Regions from separate parts of the Mus musculus genome. Here region 2 is linked to region 1. The links are chromatin contacts, called in public promoter capture Hi-C maps. All regions are on one chromosome and are shown on one strand. Each heading gives the region's core, a stretch centred on a gene start, on an enhancer-like site or on the middle of the called end of the contact. The rest is flanking DNA. Distances are from core to core; before and after follow the strand shown. Region 1 has its middle 3.3 kb from the start of Gm25076. Region 2 overlaps Med13l (mediator complex subunit 13-like).

What was found. Promoter capture Hi-C pulls out the DNA fragments that hold promoters and counts their contacts.
Region 2: a promoter capture Hi-C map of the C10 cell line shows a contact between it and region 1. The contact joins two enhancer-like sites. A contact is called at or near these places in 10 of 39 promoter capture datasets (the C10 cell line, the HPC-7 cell line, cranial neural crest and 7 more), 1 of 15 datasets of contacts at CTCF or cohesin (large pre-B cells), 2 of 484 Hi-C or Micro-C datasets (bone marrow and uterus), 5 of 115 datasets of contacts at active chromatin or transcription factors (the NIH/3T3 cell line, T-cell acute lymphoblastic leukemia, embryonic basal ganglia and 2 more) and 1 of 9 other capture datasets (embryonic stem cells).

Annotation. Positions count from the first base shown.
Region 1 is chr5:118,266,659-118,272,916 of GRCm38.p6, reverse strand. No RefSeq gene overlaps it. Among named protein-coding and RNA genes, the nearest start is that of Gm25076, 3.3 kb to the right of the region's middle. Within about 2 kb of position 3,711, at least 12 of the 459 cell types and tissues checked have an H3K27ac peak or open chromatin away from gene starts, as enhancers often do.
Region 2 is chr5:118,632,000-118,638,257 of GRCm38.p6, reverse strand. The region is part of intron 2 of Med13l (mediator complex subunit 13-like); the gene reads right to left. Among named protein-coding and RNA genes, the nearest start is that of Med13l, 74 kb to the right of the region's middle. Within about 2 kb of position 2,622, at least 75 of the 459 cell types and tissues checked have an H3K27ac peak or open chromatin away from gene starts, as enhancers often do.

The sequences.
Region 1 (6,258 bases), core at 2,462-4,961:
TCGGAGACCCCAGCTCCCACTGTTCAATGTGATGTGGGTCACTGCTGTGGTGAAGTTTGTGATCCAGTGAAGAGACCAGGCAGAGGGGAGCACACCTGTCACCCAGTGCTTGGGAGATCAAGGCCAGCCCAGCGGACTGGATGGGAAAGTCCCTATGTAGGAAGAAGGAAGGAAGGGAAGAGGGAGGAAGGAAGGGGAGGGAAGAAGGGGAGAGAGAGAGGGAGGGAAGGAGGGAGGGATGAAGGAAGGCATAGGGGGTGGGGGAGTGTACAGTACAGCCTGGGGGGGGGGGCAGCAGAACATCGAGTGACTCTTAGCAAACCTTTCAAGGGTCCCTCTCCCTGGTGAGAGGAACAGTTCCTGCAAGAGCCTGAGAGGCTGCTGGTATGACTTAGGCAAGAAGTCGGGGCTGGAGGGTGAACAGGAGCCATGGAAGGAAGAATCTTGGTTCTGAAAGGACCACCTGGACTCTTACCTCCCCTCTGGGAGGTGCTGATGGCATCTGGGATGGGGAGATAGCTCATGATGCCAGGCTGTCTAGTTTGGTCCCAACCATTAGGAGCATCAGGACCAATGGTCAGACTCAGAATCTCACCCTAATCAGGATCCTGCCCCTGCCAGCCTCTCTTCCCCCTGGCCTGATCCTGCCACTTGAGTTAACTTAGGTACTTCATCAGATGGATAAGGCGTCCTCCCTGACACATGGTTTAGAGTGGCATTCATTGCTGTCTCCCTGGCTCCTGACATCGACACAGATCGGGGCTGCTTCTGTCTCCGCAGCAACCACATGAGAAACAGGAGTGTTGGGGAGCCAATTCATTACCCAGCTGTTAAGAGTAACAAAGCAGAGACACCCAGCTTGCCTGATCAGGCTGCAGCAGGTGAGAGCTATCCTCAGCCTGGTGACAAGGCAGCCGCAAGCCCCTCTTCTCCATAATCTTGACCCACCAGGGCTCAGCCTCCAGCAGACCACAAATGGATGGGTTAATTCGTTTCCTACCCTGTTCCCATCAGATACTATACCCAGAACCAGCCACCACCTCAGAGAGTGCGGCTTTCACACGGCAGGTGCTGAGAACCACATGCCACAGAAGGAAGTAAAGGCGACTACATGACAGAGATGTTTTTATTGGGGTCGGTTTGCTTAAAAAACTAGGTTTTTCCTCTGTGGGTTATTCTTGCAAGCTTAGACCTCGAGCAACAAAAGATCACAGTTCCAGGTGGTATCTTTAAGGAGCGTTAATTAGGGCTCTTGGCACTTAGAACATGAAACATTTTAACATTTTCTGAAAAGCAATTTGCCAACATTTGCTAATTAAAATACCCAGCCTTCCACCAAGGGGTAGCGGGAAGTGAGTGGAATCCTCTTTTCTAAGCATCTGCTCTGGGGTTAAAAACTCAAATTCCTGTTGCTCCTACTTCTTGGTCAAGGTCCTGTGAAGGCTGTTTCTTGTTGCTCTCGAGCAACGCACTCAAGAGCACTTAGGGAAAGATTTCTGTTTCCCTCTCATTTAGAATCTATAACTGGGACAGCGTGGAAGGATCTTGAGCATAACGGCTGGCCCACTAAACCGGGGGCCACAAAACGAGGGTCGAAGGCTGAATTCGGCCCTTGGCTTGTGTTTGTAAATAGTTTTATTGGTACATAAGCAGACCTCATTTGTTTGCACGCCGGCTTTCATAATTGTCAGTGGGTTCACAAAGCTGAACCTATCCATTGAATGCATTTCCCCTTACAGAGAAAGTTCGCCAGACATGGTGCTAAACTGTCTGGCCATGACTTTCCATCCAGAAAGCCCTCAGCTGTGACTTGGAGATATGATTAGATTGAAAGTAGGAAAGAGAACCTGAGGAAGAGCAAGGGTTGTCTTTATCTGAAGCCCCCCCCCCCCATTTCCCCTGTCACCTACACACACTAAAAGCAACAGTCCAGGGATCTAAGAAGCTGGGAGGGAGGAAAGAGTGAGAAATGAGAAGTGGTTGTGTCTCACCTCACTGCTTCTGGCTCGTTACCCTCATGTGTAAAGCAGATCACAGTACGGGTTTTATGGAGTGGGCAGGGGGTGGGGCTGTAGGACTTTGGGACATAGGGATGTAGGAGATACCTCTGTTAGTGGCTTTGCAGAAATGTATCTGCTAGATACATTTGGGATGGAGGAAAAGCAGCATGCAGAATCAGAGGCTAGCAAAGATGCTACAGGGATCCGATGATGTCTGCAGCGTTCTCTCCTTCCCCTCCCTCTCCCCCTCCCTCTCTCTTTCTCTCTTCCTGTAAGGACACTGAGCTAGGCTTATCATAGTGCTTCCTCTGAATTCAGCTTCTTCTTCTTCTTCTTCTTCTTCTTTTTCTTCTTCTTCTTCTTCTCCTTCTTCTCCTTCCTATTTTAAAATCACAATGATTTTCCTAGCATGTGTTTATGTATAGGTGTGCCACTGTACACAGAAGATAACTTATTGGGAGTGGTTTCTCTCCTTCCACCATGTGGGTCCCAGGGGTCACAATCGTGTTGTCAGGCTTGGCAGCAAGAGCCTTTACTTATTGAATCGACCCACCCACCCATCGATCATTTCCTTAAAGGCCCTCCCTCCTAAAAAACAATATGGGGCTAAGGTTGCAACTTAGGACTTTGGGGACTCACAACTCAGCCTATGACAAGGACCACAGGACTGTAAGATGCAGCCACTTGTCAGAGCTGGCCTAAAATGCTAAGTTCCCCTTCTAGGACAGTCGAGGACCAGGGGATAGAAAAGGAGGCTGGAGAGAAGGTCCAGTGGTCAAGAGTAGAAGAGGACCCAGTTTCTATTCCTAGTGCCTATGTCAGGTGGCTAAAAACTGTCTGGGACTTAGCTCCAGGGCCTCCAGGGCCTCTAACCTCCGTGGGAACCTGCACTTGTACACACACACACAACTAAAAATAATGAATAATGTCTTTTTTTTTTCTAAAAAAAAAAAAACCTTTTTAGTGTAAACTTTTGCTTAAACAATAGTCCCAATCCCAGGCCAATTTCAGGGCAAACACCTAACCTGCTACTCCTAGGGACCCCACTTCCCATATAGCAGGAGCTGTCTTCCCAGTGGAGGGTACCCCTGGCTAACGCCAGGAAGCCAGTGCAAATCTCCCCTGAATTTGTGTCCATAAAACAGAGATGAGAAGACCTACCTAGGTCAGGAGGGTGGGTGGCAGTTGAATCATAAGCGACCTATTTAGCACCATGTCGCACAGGGCATGCTCACGAGGTGCCCTCCGGAGATACCTGGAGACACCTGGTCTGGATTTCTCACCAGGCAGATGGTTTGTGTGTGACCTTGAACGGAGAAGAACCACAGAGAGTCGGTATCTTCTTCCACCTAGGAGATCAAAGCGATGAACACCTCAGAGAAGGCGTAGTGGGAATGGTCCCTTCGTGCTCCTAATCCCTGTCACTGAAGGATGGCTAAGAAGATCTACCTATGCTTTGTCCTGGCCGGGACCGAGGCTGAGAAGGGGGGCGCCGAGAGACAGTAGCTCATCGCCAGCAGGTTTATTTCCTCCTCTGAGGGCCCTGGTCCCCCCAAAATGCCAGGTCTAGGAAGGAGTCCTGATTTGCTGCTGCCACCAGATAGCTCTCTACCCATAGTCATTGTTTTGGCGGCATCCTGGGGAAGTCTGATCCGCAGTCAACACCAGGCTCACACCAGGGATAGAAAAAAAACCTATGCAACTGGCGCCACCAAGTGGCAAAGTCAGCAACTACCACTGTGCGTGCCGTCAGCCACCAGCACTGAGCCGCGTTGGCTGCAGCCAAATAGCAAGAGCCTTAAGATCATGCCTGACTTGGTCTGTGGTCCCCCGCAAGGCTAAATCAGGTCAGCGAGCTTATTTGTGTCAAATAAATCAGCCGAACCGACGGGTGAGCTGCCTTGACACTATTTGTCTTGGGTTAGCGCTAAGCTCAGACTTCAGGCAAAAAACCTAGGCAGGTTTGGATGCCAGGATGGAGCCCAAGGAGCTTAGTCTGAAGGGCCGTCCAGATTCACACCCACCCGGAAGGTTTGTGTTCAGCACGGGGGAAGGGCGCTGCATAAGCCTATAGGAGCCAGCATAGCTCCAAACAGAGGCTGCTAAGGAACTTTTAGGGACACCCTTACACAGAAGTTCCCGAAACTTTTAAAAATCCACCATGTGACTGAGGCCCTAGCTGATGGGGGTCGGACGGGCGACAGGCACTGCCCCAGGTATACATCTGCCTTTCCCCATGCTACCTCTTCAGAAAGATGTTGGTCCCTGGAGCCTGCCTTGGACCTTTTTTTATTTTGAAATTTCAAAGATTTATTTTTATCGGTATGGTCTTTTGTCTACATGTATGTGGGTTTACCATGTTCATGCCTAGTACATACAGGGTAGAAGAGAGTATTGGAACCCGATCGACTTACAGATGGCTGTGAGTCACCGTGTGGGTGCTGAGAATCAAACCCAGGTCCTCTGGAAGCAGCAAGTCCTCTTAACTGCTGAGCCATCACACCAGTACCATTTTTTTTTTTAAAGTTTTATTAGTTTCTTTGTAAATTTCACATTATGCACCCCAGTCCCACTCGTGTCCCCCTCCTCTCTCATACCCAGCCTATACCCTTTCGACCCACCCCCAGCAGAGAAAAAAACCTCTTCTTAGAAGCTGTAGTGTGTCCCAGTGTCACACAGTGTACCCTCTTGTCCACACGTCTTTGCTTGCAAATGTTCATTGCAAGAATTCATCAGTCTGATAAGAGGCCTCTCTGACTTCCATTACTCTATCAATGCTGATTCCTCACTGGGACGCCTCTCAGATAGCCTGCTGTTGCCCTGTGTCATGGAGATCCTGAAGTTTGGATCTGTAGGACTGGCCCCTTTGTGCACCCCGGCAGTTCATCAATGACGGTAGATGTTGGGGTGAGCCAACTCAAAGCCCTGGATCTGGGCCCTAGAAGTAGCAGAGCTGCTCAGTCAGTCCACTGGCTCTCCTGCTCAGAACCGACTCACCAGCAACCCCTGCAATCCTGGCCAGCTCTACCTTGCTACCCAGGGGAGATGCAGGGCCCAATTTCCTGAGCATTGCAGCTGGTGAGGGACAGGACCAGTTCTCCCACTTTCACGACCCTGGGGCCATAGGTGGCAAGGGGTGAGGGTAGGTGAGGGAGGAGGGCATCTCTCCCTCACCCAAGTTGCCACACCACAAAAAAGTTGCTGGAGCCGGGCACTGGTGGCACACGCCTTTAATCTCAGCACTTGGGAGGCAGAGGCAGGCGGATTTCTGAGTTGGAGGCCAGCCTGGTCTACATACAAAGTGAGTTCCAGGACAGCCAGGGCTATACAGAGAAACCCTGTCTTGAAAAACCAAAGGGGGAAAAAATTGCTGGGCCAGCTCCCCCGTGCTCACACCCTTGGGGCCAGTTCACCTGAGCCCTGGCCATCAGGGTCAGCTCCACTGTGCTGTCCAGGTGAGGTGTGGGGGCTTGCTCTCCTGAGAGCTGCAGCAGGTGAGGGGCAGGGACAGCTCTCCTCAGGTGCTGAGAGCAAAGAGGGGAGGGGATCAGTCCCTTATCCATGTCACCACAAGGAAGATAAGTGTCAGGGTCTGCTCTCCTACGCTCACATCCTTGGGCCAGCTCACCCGCAACTCCTGCAGTGTATGGGCCTGCTCTCCCAAGCACTGCAGCTGGCTAAGGGCAGGGTCAGGGCCGCTACTCCCATATCCCCCTTAGAGGACCAGCTCTGCCATGATGATCAGGTGAGGGGTGGGGCCGGTTCTGCATAACCCTCAGACATCAACCTGTCAGACCAGGGACATCGGCCTGGCCATTGGTGGTAGCAGACCCGTTACTACAGGGCCACGGACCCAGACATGGTTCCTGGTGGCAGCACAGGCCAGGATCCCACCATGGTCCCAGATGGTACATCACCGGTTACTCACATCAGGCTGTTCCCCGATACCCTTAAATCTCCAGTTCAGCCTCTCTTCATTGTACCCACACCCTTCTTTCTTTTTCATTTCTCCACCACTTGCTCCTCTTAGAGGTGCCCAGGGTCTCTGGGGTGTCTGGGGTTATCTCAGGAGTGGTCTCAGGAATGCTATCTCTCATTCGCATATTATGGCCCCAGGCAGGAGGCATCTCAAATATGGCCTTCTTGCCTCCACTCCCAAGGTCCAAGTGGGGCCAGACTGATGGTCATCTCAGGCTAGTTTCCTGGCCGGGACCCATGGCACCAGTCTGATGGTTATCTCAGGCTTGCTCCTCACCTG
Region 2 (6,258 bases), core at 1,373-3,872, 370 kb before region 1:
AGCTAATGTGTGAGCAGTAAGTTGTGTAAGTTAGGATTTTTTTTTTCAATATCCACTTCCACACAACTAAATGTGGCAAACTTAGTCACCAGGAAACTGGTTTTTGTGAGTGACTATGAATTCCTACAGTGACTCAGTCAGCTGTTAGGAAGTTTCAAGAGGCTGCAGAGGACAATGGTTACCCTGAACCATGCCTGTCGGGAGGTGCATCGCAAAGCAAAAGGAAACCCCACCTCCCTCTCCAGCGAAGGCTGGCCATGACCATGGGACTCAGGACAAGTCCCTCAGAGCCTACAGACCCTGGCTGCAGCAGACAGGACTCACCGTGCACACTGCTTCGGCAGAAGCCTCCGGCAATACAGCCTCCACCTACAACACATGAAGGTGGGCCTCACCCTCCCCTTCACGTGACCTGGGGGAGCACAGTTGGAAAACACAAACTCTACCTCTGGGAAAACTCACACGATGAAGCCCCCAAATTCTTAGTGCTATATAACATAAAGAAACCCAAACTGCTGTTCCCAAAAATATCACCTCAAAGCTAGGTAAAACAAAAAAAAAAAAAAAAAAAAAAAAAAAAAAAAAAAGATTTTTTTTCAATGTGTATATATTAAAGTCAGTTCTCTCCTTCTACCGTGCAGCCTGCAGACTCTAGAGATATAACTTAGAGCATCGTTTGAGTACACCAGCAAACACTTCACTAACTCATAAGCAATTAAAGTCAAAAAATGTTTCAAGGGATATTTATTAATAAGATATGGGAACAGGAGCATTAATGATAAACAAGACAAGCTCCATCCCTCAAAAAGAGCCTCCAAAGCCAGGCAGTGGTGGCACAGGCCTTTAATCCCAGCACGGGGGGCAGAGGCAGGCAGATTTCTAAGGCCAGCCTGGTCTACAGAGTGAGTTCCAGGACAGCCAGGGCTACACAGAGAAACCCTGTCTCGAAAAAACAAAAACAAAAACAAAAAAGCCTCCAAGTTCTAGGGGAGATAAGTTCAACCCACCATGATGCAACACCTCGATGCAAACAAGCAAAAGTTCGATGCTAACTTAAGCCAAGGAGGGTGCTGTTGAGACAGATTGGCTGTTGAGATGGCTGTAACCCACTGCTCTATGCCAGAACCCATGCTGGATTCCTAACACCCACTTCCAGAGCTCACAACTGCCTCGAGTCTCAGAGAAGCACCAGCATTCACATGGACATAACTAAAAACAAAATGTAAAAGAAAAACAGGCCAGCAGAGCCTTCCCCGAAAGCTATAGCAGTGTGCGCGCGCGCGCGCACACACACACACACACACACACACACACACACACACACACACACACACACATGTCTGAACCTAAGCCAAGTTCCTCTTTTCTAACCATGCCTCCAAACTACTCCTTATTTATTATATGTCCCCTTGTCCTTACCCACACAAAATGGGGACCCAAACACCCACAAACTGCTACTGATCTATACTATACTTCTGCTATAAATGGCAATGTTCAAATGAACGTCCCATACAATAAGGAAAACTAACCTTTGGGGCATTGGACAAAATGAAGTCACTCCAGCTAACTGCCATATAATGCAATTAATTTTTAAGGAAGGAGGCAGGTCTTAAGGTTTTTCCCTCAGTCAGTGCAGAAAGAACTGTTCTTCGTTTATCTTTACCACAGAAAGCAACCTCAGCCCTATGTCAACTGGTGAGCGCTTTCCTGCCATTGGGCTGACACACTCCCACCTTACAAAACTCGTATTACACGGCCCACAGGAGCATCCTCCCATTCTGGACCAAAACAGAAGCTGCCCTGATTCATGATCCATGAGCAAAGCCTTGAGCTGGATAACTCCATCTTTCAAGCAAGAGTGGCTGGAGGTGACCGTGGATACAGGAGAGCTAACTGTCTCAAAGAGCAAGGTATGAAGAGAAGGGCTTCTGGTGTGCGGTGACCTCTGATGCCCCACAACTGCACTGAATGGCTGAATCCTACCTTGATGAGGAATGAGTCCATCTCTAGTGTACTAGTGACCATCGGTGGTTTTGGAAGTCCAGGTAATTCTACCACAGAAACAAGAGCAGCTGCTCCATGAGAGACTCCAGGCATTGTCTCTCACACCTGGTCACATCTGCCACAAAAGCTAGCACTTGTCTGCTGTAACTTCAACAGAGGCACACTGAGAGACAGCTAGCTACACAAAGGACGCGGCCACTGGCGGAAGCACTAACCAGTTAATCCTCTGTCAGCCGTGAAGCGCCTGTGGGAAAACAGTGCTAGTTACAGCAGAGAGAGAGCAGGAAGCAGAGGCTGGGGCAGAGCGTCTGAAATTAGGCCACACACGCAAGAAAAAAAGACCTGGAATTTCTCTGCACTAATAAATATTTCCAGTTGTGTTTGCTGAGAAACTTTTTGTGTCAGAGTGTAGCAACATAAGGGCCATCTATGTCCCTGATTAACACAGTCATAGAGAAGCACACACCACTGCCAGTTGGGAACATTAGACTTCCAAGGCCAGTTTTTGTCTGTGAACAAATGTCAATCAAGCACGGGAAAGTGGCGGCGACTCCTGGGGGACCTGCCTTCACTCTGCCAGCACTACAGCAACAGCCTGTCCGGGAGGCACTGTGAGAGGGCCCACTGGGAGGCCTTCACAAGACTGAGGAAGGGCTCTCTAAGAGTTGTCTGTGTGCACTCAGCCATCCATGATGTCTCCCCCCTCTGTAGAGTCACTGTCACCACTACACTGATTCCCAGTCACCTCATCTCCAATCTCCACTTTCCTGGAGACAAGCTTTGTTCTGACGGTGAAGGCCATTCCAGTTTCTCAGCCTGCCGATGCTGACCCACACTCTGCCCTCAGACTGGGCTCTCCTGACTCCACAGCCCCGCACAGCCCTTCTGAGAGCCACGCTGGCCTTCAGTCCTGGAAGAAACATTCTGCATCACCCACCGACAAAGCCTGCTGTCCTTTCTGTCACCAATCCTGTCGCTTCATCCACTTCAACTCTTTCCTACTTCTCAAACCCTGGTCCAAGGCTGGAGTGTGCGTAGCATGTTTCTGGCCCTTGTGTTCAATCTCCAAAGCAACAACAGACTAAAACATTAACTAACCCTCAGTTCAGAACAGCACTTCCCAGACAAGCCCACGCAGTCTCTCAACTCTTCTCCGCTTGTGTCTGTGAGTTTACTAATGTTCACGCCTCCTTTTCACCAATAACCTAAAACTCAGAGTGAACAAACCAGCTTGCTGTCAGTCATTCCTACATCCCATGAGGTGTGGTGTGGTGTGGTGTGGTGTGGTGTGGTGTGGTGTGGTGTGGTGTGGTGTGGTGTGGTGTGGTGTGTGGTGGCTGTACACACTGGGGCTTGCTAAACTAACACACCTCACCCAGTACAAAGATCCCCAGAACTGTTCAGGGCAACCCTCCTTGCCAATGAACTGGAAACCTAAGAGAGGGACTCTGACAGGATCAGGTTTTACATCCAATGACTTCAAGAATGAAGACAAAATTCTACATATATGAACCCAGTGGATTTATGTCAGAGAAATAATACCATTCTCTATCTAGAATTCAATCTTTAAAACTAGACTAGTCTCTAAACACACAACAGATTAAAAATCAGTTTATAAAAGTAAAGAAATGGCTCAGAAAGAAAACTCGGACAACAGAGAAACTTCCTGAAAGGAACAACCAGTTGCTGGATAGGACAGCACCTGAACTGTCTATGAGAACTGAGCGCTGCCAGGGTGGGGCTGTAGCAGGTAGCAGGGAAACTGAAGTCATGTTTTATACACGGGAAGGATTCCCAAATACAGCAGAAAGCAGTTACTGAGTTTTTAGTGTATCCTGTTAAGGACCTATACTACTTTCTTCATCAACAAGGCAGGCTTCTTTTTCCTATGGTGCTGCGTGGATCCGAAGGCTCAGGCTTTTCCCATAATATTTATACTTTGAAAACCTTGCTCTCTAAGTATGCACCATCTCTAAAGAGGACTTATTTTGTGCAGACACTGAGTCTGCGTGTCCTGTGTTGAGGTAAGACTGGAGATGGACACAAGTCTAGGACAGCAAAGAGCATGGCGCACCAACACACACAGCACGCTGCTCACCGTGCTCCCCTCTTCTGGTCCTCAGGGTCTTCCCTCTGGCTCACTAACAGCTGCAGTGCTCCCCTCACACTTGCAGCTGATGGACTGTGCCCTAGAAAACAGTCCAGGAGCTGACAAGTTTATTTAACAGTACTTCTCCAAAGAAATGGCACTTCCCCACACCTGAGAACCAGCTTATGAAGGTTTTTGGTTCTGGTTTGTTTTCTGTTGTTGTTGTTGTTGTTGTTGTTTCTGAGATGGGGTTTTTCTGTGTAGCCTTGGCTGTCCTGGAACTCACTCCATAGATCAGGTTGGCCTCAAACTCACAGAGATCCACCTGCCTCGGCCTCCTAGGTGCTGGAATTAAGGGTGTGCCAAAACTGCCTGGCTATAAAGATAATCTGAATACTTTCCAATGTTATCCTGCATCCAGTTTTATACGTAACATGACTGTTATATATAATCTATATAAGCTACATGTATCTACCCAGTCTCTGAGCACCGTCCCGTCTACTGTGATGCTCTGTCAGTGGTGTAACATAAAACAGGATGAGAATATTGCACTCACAGCTCAAAACAAAGAAATGTTTGTTTATTATACAGCCTGTCCGGGGTCAAAGACTTCTGCAGTGACGAGACTAAGTGAGAGCAGCCCAGACTCGGCATAGTTCCTTAACCACAAACACAAGGTGGTGGGGGGGGGGGGGGGCGGACACCACGGGACAGACAGACAGACAGACAGACAGACTCCTGAAGAACACCAGCAGAAGGTATACGGGGTGGCATTTAAGTATCTGCTGAAAGAACATGAGCCAAAGCGGTGGCTCCTCAGATAAATGCGATCAGACCTGGTCTTCAGAGGAAACAAACAAATACCTCCAAGAAATGAGTCATGAAGAAGGCACAGACTAGAAGAAAGACCAGAACGAGGACTTCCAGTGCAGGCAGTAAAACCAGGAAACTGTGCTAGAAGAGAGGAACTGGGCAACTGTGAGGCACTGAGACATCCGAAGAAGATAGGCTGTCAATGCACACGTTTTATTTTTGTTTGTTTGTTTGTTTGTTTGTTTTCCAAGACAGGTTTCTCTGCATAGCCCTGGCTGTCCTGGAACTCACTCTGTAGACCAGGTTGCCTCGAACTCAGAAATCCACCTTCCTCTGCCTCCCAAGTGCTGGGATCAAAGGCGTGCACCAACACTGCCCAGCAGTGGCCATGTTTTAAAGAAATTAAAAGACAGTTTTCCCAGCCATTCAGAGAGCCCAACATAGTAGACACAAGAGACAGATCTGAGAGCTGTGAGTCCTACGAGTTACAAGGCAACATGGTTCTTATTCTAAACTTTAAAACCACATTAATCATACAATCATTGATCTCAACAGAGGAAAAAGTCTTTGTTGTTGCTGTTGTTCTCTCTTGCAGCTGTGTAATCAAATAGTGGCCTGAACTACACCCAACTCACTGAGTGTGTTAAGTGATAACCTGACGACTCAGCAAGAGATTCGTTTTCAAGTCTCTCCAAAACTCCCATGTGGATCCAAACAGCAGGCTCCGTCTCAAGCACATGTACTGCTTCCTTGTCTTCCTTGTCACGGCCGCTCTGGCCTGGTGGAGAGCTCACCAAACACTCAAGTCTGCTACTGCCCACCACTTACGCTCAGGTTCAAATACTTTCCCACCAAAAAGAAGCTGTCAAAAGCATCACGTGGAGGCTGCCAGCACTTCCCTTTGGATAACTACACTCTGCGGCACACAGACCTCAGTTGGCATTTTCTCTCCACATATTAAGAACACATTTGCTGAAAGGACAAGCTTTCATGAACCTGAACTTAAAGCTCTGAGCTGGAGAGATGGCTCAATGGTTAAGAGCTCTGGCTGCTCTTTCTTGGGACCTGAAGTACCCACCCAGCAGCCACAGAGAGGCTCACAGGTGGCTGTTACTCAGGGAATCCATGACTCCCTCTGGCTTCCACAAGTATGCACACATATCGTACATAGACAGACAGACATGCAGGGAAACCAGTTGAACACATAAGATTAAAATAAAGGGGAAAGGTGAACTTCATCCAGCGTCTTCTTCTGTAACATGTAGCAGTTGGTTTCTGAGAGAATCCCATAACATGGAGCTAGCACTCACATGCCCGTCACCCACCTCTGCCTGGGCACCGTCAGCCTAAAT